Linked DNA regions of Mus musculus: region 2 is linked to region 1. Evidence: chromatin contacts called from public HiChIP or PLAC-seq data. All regions are on one chromosome and are shown on one strand. Each heading gives the region's core, a stretch centred on a gene start, on an enhancer-like site or on the middle of the called end of the contact. The rest is flanking DNA. Distances are from core to core; before and after follow the strand shown. Region 1 holds the start of Grhl3 (grainyhead like transcription factor 3). Region 2 has its middle 8.9 kb from the start of Gm30941.

Region 1 (3,644 bases), core at 635-3,134:
GACACTAGCAGAAAACCTGTTCCGTAAGCCAGCTTCTCCATAGCCCCTGAGGAGAAACCTGAAAAGATTCTCTCTGCAGCCTCCGCAGGCAGCTGTAATTGGCATGCGTGAGTGTGCTGGAGACGTGTGTCTCAAGTGTGTGTGTGTGTGTGTGTGTGTGTGTGTGTGTGTGTGTGTAAAGCATAGAAAAATAAAAAGCAAGAAAGCTTCAGAAATGCCCAATTATTAATGTCTCCACAAAGGGAGAAAGGCATTATTAGCATGTTCCCTAACAGGCTTTAAATCAATCACTGTCATAAAACTGAACCCTGTAAGGACTGCCACTTGGTCACAGCACGCACAGTCCAGGAGATGCAGGCTTGGGTCACTCAGATAATAAGTTCAGGGGTTGGGGCTTGAATCTGGGCCCTAACACTGTGTTTCTATTTTTACTTTAATTGGGGTTCAACTGTCAAAACAGTGTCCTGAGAATCTATTAAAAAAGAAACCTGATGCTTGTAACCATAGTGGTTGGACAGTAGATGTGGCTGTTCAAGCCGGACACACCCCAGAGCTAGCCGGTACATGGGTTCCTGTCTGCAGTTAGGACCCATCAATTCTGCCTGCAAGCGTTTGAGTTCTTAACCTGCTGAGGAAAAGCTCCAAAGAGAGAGACAGAGAAGGGGAGGAAACAACAAGAGGGTCACTGCTAAAGAGGGGAGAAAGGGGAAGTCTGTTTCTTTCCTGCTAGCTCCTTGCCCACAACTTAAAGCGACTCACACCCTCGACTTCTGTCTTCTCCAACATCTGTACCTGATACTGAGGCTGAGAGTGAGGTCAGCGTCAGCCAGTCAAGGGATTCTAGATCCCAGATGTGGGCAGGAATGCACCTGCCTCTCGCCAGACAACACAGATGACCTCACCAAAATCTAGTCCTCGGCTTCCCCAGCGTTAGCACTGCCTCTGGATAAAACTGACCACAATTTATTGAACGCAACTTCAGACCCCTTTCTCTTTGGTAAGCATTTTTACAGCTTTCAGCACACCTAAGAACTCTACAAAGTTCTCTTGTTCCAAATTTCCAAATCAGGAAAATGAAGCTCAGATAAGTCCAACGACTTTTTAAGAATGAACAGCGGAGGAGAGACGGAGCCTGGGTTTGAACCTAAGGAAAGCCACTACAGAGCCCATGTATACAGCCATTACACTATAGTAGCCAGATCGCTTGGGACTGTTCCAACTCAACATAAAGGACCTTTAGAGAAACTCAACTCTTTGCATAAGACAGCTCTGAGAACCACCTCCAAGACGTTCCCTTTGGCAAGAGGAGAGAAAGCTTCCCTGGGGCGGGAGTGTCTCTGATTTCCAAGGCACCTCCAGAGTATCAAAAAGCGATGCCAAGATTCACGGTTTCAGGCAGCCCGGGTGTTTGCCTTCCTCGAAACTGCTCAGCACAGAGAGAAAGAAAAACTATTTTCCCAGGGAAACAGTCAGCTCTAGATAGAGAGCTGAACGTGCCTCAACACGCTAAGGCAGGATCGTCAGCCCATTCATTCACCCTTACAAATTGCCGTGTGAATCCGGGCGCCCGGCCTCCCTTGCTCTTCCCTCTGCAGGGAATCCCAGCCAGCCTCGGTGTGCTGGGGAGGCCGGGAGGCCAGACATCCGTGGCTTTACTCACTCAAGTTCATTCGACATCTTCCTTCTCCGAGGTTCCAGCGATCCGTCTCTGGTTGGCTCGCAGGCGCTGCTGACCACTCGTCTCTTAATTCTCCTCTGACACAGACATTCCCTTCCTGCCCGGGGAAGCGTTTGCTCTACGTTGCGCTTTGGATGTTGAGATTTTGCTGACAGCGGTCCCCGGCTGCGGTGGCGCTGATTGGCTGGAAGCACAGGTGCCGACTGCAGCTAGACCACAGCAGGTGCAGATGTTAACTTTTGGCCCACCAGCAGGGGCGGAGCTCCGGGGGGCTGACTGGGTGGAGCCGGCCAATTCCTTCTTAGCTGAGGGGGTGAGGGGGTGGAGACGAGGGAAAAGGGAGGAGACAAACGTTGGGAAGGAACGGGAGAACTAGAGGAAAAATACAGACAGGTACTTGGCTCAAAGGGAAATCTCTGTCCATCTCATCGCTCGGATCCTGGATCCCACAAACATCTCCCCACAGACACCATATCTCTTTATAGTCACCTTCTCTACCCGGAAAATTTCACGGAAGAGAGCAGGTAGCTCTCTGTGAGTCCCCTCTCTTTTCTCCAGAACTTTCCCCTTCGGGTAACAAACACCACAGGTTCTAGTCTTGTTAGCTAAGTGATTTCTTCCTATTCTCCCAGTAACCAGCTAGGAAGGACTTTCTGTCAACTCTCCCTTCCACCCCAACCAACCCCATGCCCTCTACAGGTGATCGAGGAAATGTAGGTTGGAGAGGCAGGGTGCCTTGCCTAAGGGTGAGAGCCAGTGTCAGAGACCCGTTCAGTCATCTGGGAGACTAGCTACTCCTTGAGTTGAAGTTGGTGGCCTCAGTTGACAGGGGACATTTACTAAGTACCGAGTGTGCAAGGTCTCCTCGCTCTGGGTTCTGGGGCAATAGCGGGGAAAGAAAATGCTGGTTTCTATTCAGGAGGAGCCCCCCCTCCCCCAATGTGCATGAGTGTGTGTGTGTGTGTGTGTGTGTGTGTGAGAGAGAGAGAGAGAGAGAGAGAGAGAGAGAGAGAGAGATGGGGTGGGGAATCAGGGAATTAGGGCAGGGCAGCCTTTCATCTTGTGCGATGCCAATCTGAACGGGATGTGGGCAGACCACATGCCTCTGGCCAGCCCAGAAAGGATGGAAAAGTTGAAGGTGGTTGCCTCAGGAGTCTTAGCTGGCCAGTACACTGTAAGTGCTCTGTGCTAGGCACTCAGGAGATGCCTCTTAGGCGAGGGGATGGTGGGGGATGGGCTATGAACAACCTAGGGTGGTCATCCCCAAATGCCCACAAGTACCAGCAGAAACAGAGAGCTTCCATGGGGTTCATAGGAAAAGAGATCTAAGCTGCGAATCTTGGAATCTCATGCTTACTCTTTTACCAATACCCTCAGCCCCGCCCCCATGCCCACTCTCCCCATCCCCCACTCTCCCAACCATCCCCCCCCACTCCACCCCCAGTTCATTGCTCATTCTTCCTGGGTACCTCACCTTGAGCGTTCCTCTGGAGGAAAGGTGACTTTACCCTGAGAAGCCCTATCTGATAACTCAGGAGGGCCTGCTTAGGATGGGCTACCGGGCTTGAAGACTGATCGGAGTCCTTTCCCATTGGAATCTGTTTGAGGGCTACCCCTAAGGAGCCCTGAGGTTAGCTAAGGACCATGGTGATTGCTAACACGGCTAGCTCTCTCTCCAGTAATGCTTGTGAGAACAGACATCCAGCCCTCAGGTTTCACATGGCTTTATTCTGTTCCCTGCAAAGCCCTTCCGGATTTTCTCACATCATCAGGTGTCTATCTCCCTTCCCTCTGGAACGTGAGTTCCGTAGGAGCAAGAGGCCTTGTCTGCCTTGGTTACTCTCCAGCACTGGCTTAGGTGTCTGGCTCCCAGTAGGTGCTGTGAATGTTGCGTAGATCAGGTATCGTGCCAAGCCTTCTTTATGCATCATGTCAATACCCAAAGTGAGTCAGGCACTTTGCTATC
Region 2 (3,846 bases), core at 695-3,194, 72 kb after region 1:
CTAACCCTAACCCTAATAATACACAGGCAATTTCACTGGGCTGCTCTCAGGGACCTAGCAATTGCTTGTCATTGTCAGCCACAGCCAGGTGCATTGGGTGTGCACTGCAGGATAAAAAGACCTACCAGTCACCCCAGATCTCTGACTCTCTCTCTCTGTCTCTCTGTCTCTGTCGTCTCTCTGCCTCTCTCTCTGTCTGTCTCTCTGCCTCTCTGTCTCTCTGTCTCTCTCTGTGTGTCTCTGTCTCTGTCTCTCTCTCTCTGTGTCTCTGTCTCTCTCTGTCTCTTTCTCTCTCTGCCCCCTCTCTGTCTCCCTGTCTACAAGGTGATCTCCCTGGCCCCATTCCTTAGGATTAGTGAACTAGCCCAATCAATGAACCAGCTGCCCCCAGTAAACCTGCCTTTACACTGCTAATTCAGCTTGCATTGGCTTATCTCATCGGTAGAGCAAACCTATTACTGACAACCAGAATTTGCTCTCCTGAACCCACATGGTGGAAAGAAAGGACCCTTCCTGCAAGCTGTCCTTTGACCACACAAGTAACATGTTGTGCCATATTTACACATGTATGGGCATGGCACCTGTAAACACACACACACACAGACACACACACACAAACAGACACACACACACACATACACACACACACCGCTGAATTAGAAAACAGTAATAAAACAAGGATCATTCTTTTCCAAGCTAAAGGCTGAATGACAGCTCAGTGGTCGAGCTCTGCCTAACTTGTGTGAGGCCCTGAGATCATACTCCCATGAAGTCTAGTCTCCTGTGACAGCCCCTGGGCTGTTCCCCTAGCTGTAGCTCCTCTGACAGTCATCTCAGTGACCAGCTAGTGATAGTATCAACAGAAGGCAGTTGTGTGGGCATGAGAAGGACTCAGGGTAGAAACCCCAAATTGCCTCTGGCAGGACATAAACACACACACACACACACACACACACACACACTAGTAACTCCTGTAAAAGTGGCTACAGGTCCTAAAGTGTTGCCCCTCCAGCCACTAAAGGTGTTCCTCCTTCTCTCCCTCCTCCCCTTGCTCCTCTTCCTCTCCCTCCTCCCCTTGCTCCTCTTCCTCTCCCTCCTCCCCTTGCTCCTCTTCCTCTCCCTCCTCCCCTTGCTCCTCTTCCTCTCCCTCCTCCCTTTTCTCTCCTCCTCCTACATTCTTCCTCACTTCTCCTCCTCTTCCCAACCCACTCCTCCATTAGAGCCCACTTCATGTCTCATGTGGGTGTATCGCCTTCTCTAGGAAGTCTTTCTCTCCTTCAGAGCCCTGGGGCCTCTGGCTCCCTGGTACCCCACTTCCCCCAGCACAGCACTTAACACCACACATTGTGATTGCCCGTGTGCTTGCTCAACAGCCACACAGAAGCATCTCCCTGCCAAGCCCACTACAGAGCCCGAAGGAAGGCAGGATGCCTGCTTATCTTCTTACATCTCAAGTATCTGCAGGGAGATGGGGTTCACCCCTCCTCCCCTGTCCCTGTGAGATGCCTGGGTGCCTGGGAACGGAAGTCACCTGCCTGAGTATTTGCAGGGCAGAGGTAAGGAATCCGGGCTTTGGTTCCTGACTAGCCTCGCTGGCATCTCACCTCTGAAGGTCCCCTGCTTATAATAAAGTGTCCTATGCACTTAACCCTCCACCCCAGCAGCTAAAACGGAGAAAGAATACGCAATTCCCAAAGCAAAGTCATTGTGATGTTTAAACGCAGCAGGTGCGGAAATGAATCAGCCCAGAGCTGTATACAGTCGGTGCTGTGTCAATGCTCTCCAGGCTTGTTTTCTCAGCCTCCAAAAGCATGACAGTTAGGACCCACTGTCTTCCTCCCACCCCTCAAGCTGAGAACCTGGAGACAAGAGAGGTGGGAGGAGGGGAGAGGCAGCTAGGCCTCCTGAACATGAAGACACCCTGCCCTATCTATTCCCAGCCTCCTTGTGGGGCCTCAAAAGCCGGGCCTCCAGCTTTCCGTGTCAGAGATTAGGCTATCGTATCCTGCGAAACTCCAGTGGGTGACTCAGGCAGGCGGGCCACTTTGATCACCGTTCCTAGGGCTGGGCTCAGGGGCAAGGCTGAGGCGTGGGCCCTCCCCACACACCCTCACCCACGGGACCCCAAGGCAGTGGAAAGCAAGCACCCCTTCCTCCCTCTCCCCTACCCCTACACTCTTTTATTTCCATCATCCTGGCTACTTGTCTGCCTTTAGTGAAACATGAGATCATTCCCAGAAAAGATCAGCACGGCCAAGCTTACAGAAGAATGTGGGGAGGAGGGCGAGGAAAGATTCCGGAGGCTGGGCCAGGCTGCCTACTGCAGCTGGCATTCACCCATCTATCCTGCACCCCAGGGACCACAGAAAAGACAGATAGGTATTCCTGGTCATTTCATGTTGCCTGCTGCTTGGACGTATCTTTCTGGCAGCATCCCTGAAATTCTCAGAAAGTAGGCTCCGAACCCTCAGGCCTCTCAAAGACCCTTGGAGAGATTCAGGAAGCCATAGTCACACCCCAGTGTTGTTTGTCCTTGCCACTATCCTTTGCGCCTCACCACACGGTGGAGTTTTCCAGACTGTTGCAATAGAGGAAACGCAGAGGCTCCAGCTGTGCTCGGGGAATCCAGCCACCTTGAGTTGCTCTCACTTATTTGGAAAGCATGGTGTCTATTCTAGTTTGCTTTTTGTCGCTGTGATAAAACACGTCACCGGAAAAGGAGGAAAGGGTTGATTTGTCTCCTGCTGCCAGACTATAACCCATCACAGAGGGGAATGGCAGGTTCCTGAAGCAGACAGCATGGAGGAATGCTGCTTGCTGCCTCACTCACGCTTGACTGACTTTTCAGAGGTCAAGGTACACCTGCCTAGGGATAGTGCCGCCCACGGTGGGCTTGGCCCTCCTGCATCAATTCCTAATTAGACAGTCCCCCCACAGACATGCCCACAGGCCAGTCTGACTGAGGCAATTCCTCACTTGAGGCTTCTCCTCTCAGATGACTCTGGGCTGTGTCAAGTACATACTGAAGGCTAACCAGGACACTGCTGTATAAAATGTGTTTGTATGTTAATGTGGGATGAGTTTGTTATCCTTACAAAGCTTCTCAGCCTTGATACTGGTGACACATTCATTGGCCTGGAAAAATCCATTGATGGGATTGTCCGAGGCACTGAAAGATGTTTCATGGTACCTCTGACTTCCATCAACTAGAGCTTTAGCCCCACACCCAGATATGAGGAACAACTGTGTCAACTAGGGATGGGTGTGAGCCGAGGAACCTGTGGGTTTCAGGCATAAGAAGTAACTGGAAACAGAGCAGCCTGGAAGCCAACACTTCAGTCACACACAGGCACATAGGCATCCTGCCTGGGCTTCAGACATAGACAGAGACTATTAGACCACCCCATAGATAGAGACCACCCCAGAGGTTTCCATGGCAGCTAAAGGAAGTCCCTTGCCACATTGTTTCTGGGGTAGATAGTTGGAGAAGACTCTTTTATTCCTCTCAAATAACATTTATTATTCTTTAAAAAAAATCAGCATACACTCAAAACACATTGTCAAAAACGCAGGGTGAGAAAGAACCCTTTTACTGCTGTACTTATTGAAAGCAGGCTGAATCCATTTACTGGGACCCAGGGTCATCTCTGTGCGCCCTTGTTCCCTGTTGAGCTCTGCTCGGCCCTTTCACCTCTTCTCCCATGAATATCAAAGGCGCATAGCAGTGCAGACACCGATCTACTCCGATCTACTCCAGGCTTCGTCTGAGAAAAACTGTGTGGCAGAGATGGGGGGAAAGCTGGTCCCCTCTCTGAGCCACCACTGTTCATCTGTAAAGTGGGGTGT

What was found. HiChIP or PLAC-seq counts read pairs in DNA pulled down with a chosen protein or histone mark.
Region 2: a FOXA1 HiChIP or PLAC-seq map of pancreatic cancer cells shows a contact between it and region 1. The contact joins the enhancer-like site here to the promoter of Grhl3 in region 1. A contact is called at or near these places in 14 of 39 promoter capture datasets (the 3T3-L1 cell line, 3T3-L1-derived adipocytes, the SN4741 cell line and 10 more), 15 of 484 Hi-C or Micro-C datasets (Sertoli cells, bone marrow-derived dendritic cells, cardiomyocytes and 9 more), 17 of 115 datasets of contacts at active chromatin or transcription factors (SST interneurons, T-cell acute lymphoblastic leukemia, cardiomyocytes and 10 more) and 5 of 9 other capture datasets (adipose tissue, embryonic stem cells, liver and 2 more).

What each region holds. Positions count from the first base shown.
Region 1 is chr4:135,571,748-135,575,391 of GRCm38.p6, forward strand. Grhl3 (grainyhead like transcription factor 3) reads right to left here and starts at 1,885. Exons shown (of 16, transcript NM_001013756.2): 1 at 1,661-1,885. The coding sequence starts at 1,677. It overlaps Gm30888 (a long non-coding RNA gene), which reads left to right and starts at 1,833. Exons shown (of 3, transcript XR_390832.2): 1 at 1,833-1,901.
Region 2 is chr4:135,643,202-135,647,047 of GRCm38.p6, forward strand. No RefSeq gene overlaps it. Among named protein-coding and RNA genes, the nearest start is that of Gm30941, 8.9 kb to the right of the region's middle. Within about 2 kb of position 1,945, at least 24 of the 459 cell types and tissues checked have an H3K27ac peak or open chromatin away from gene starts, as enhancers often do. A contact at or near this core is called in epidermal suprabasal cells, fetal liver, palatal mesenchyme and 2 more, where this site is marked.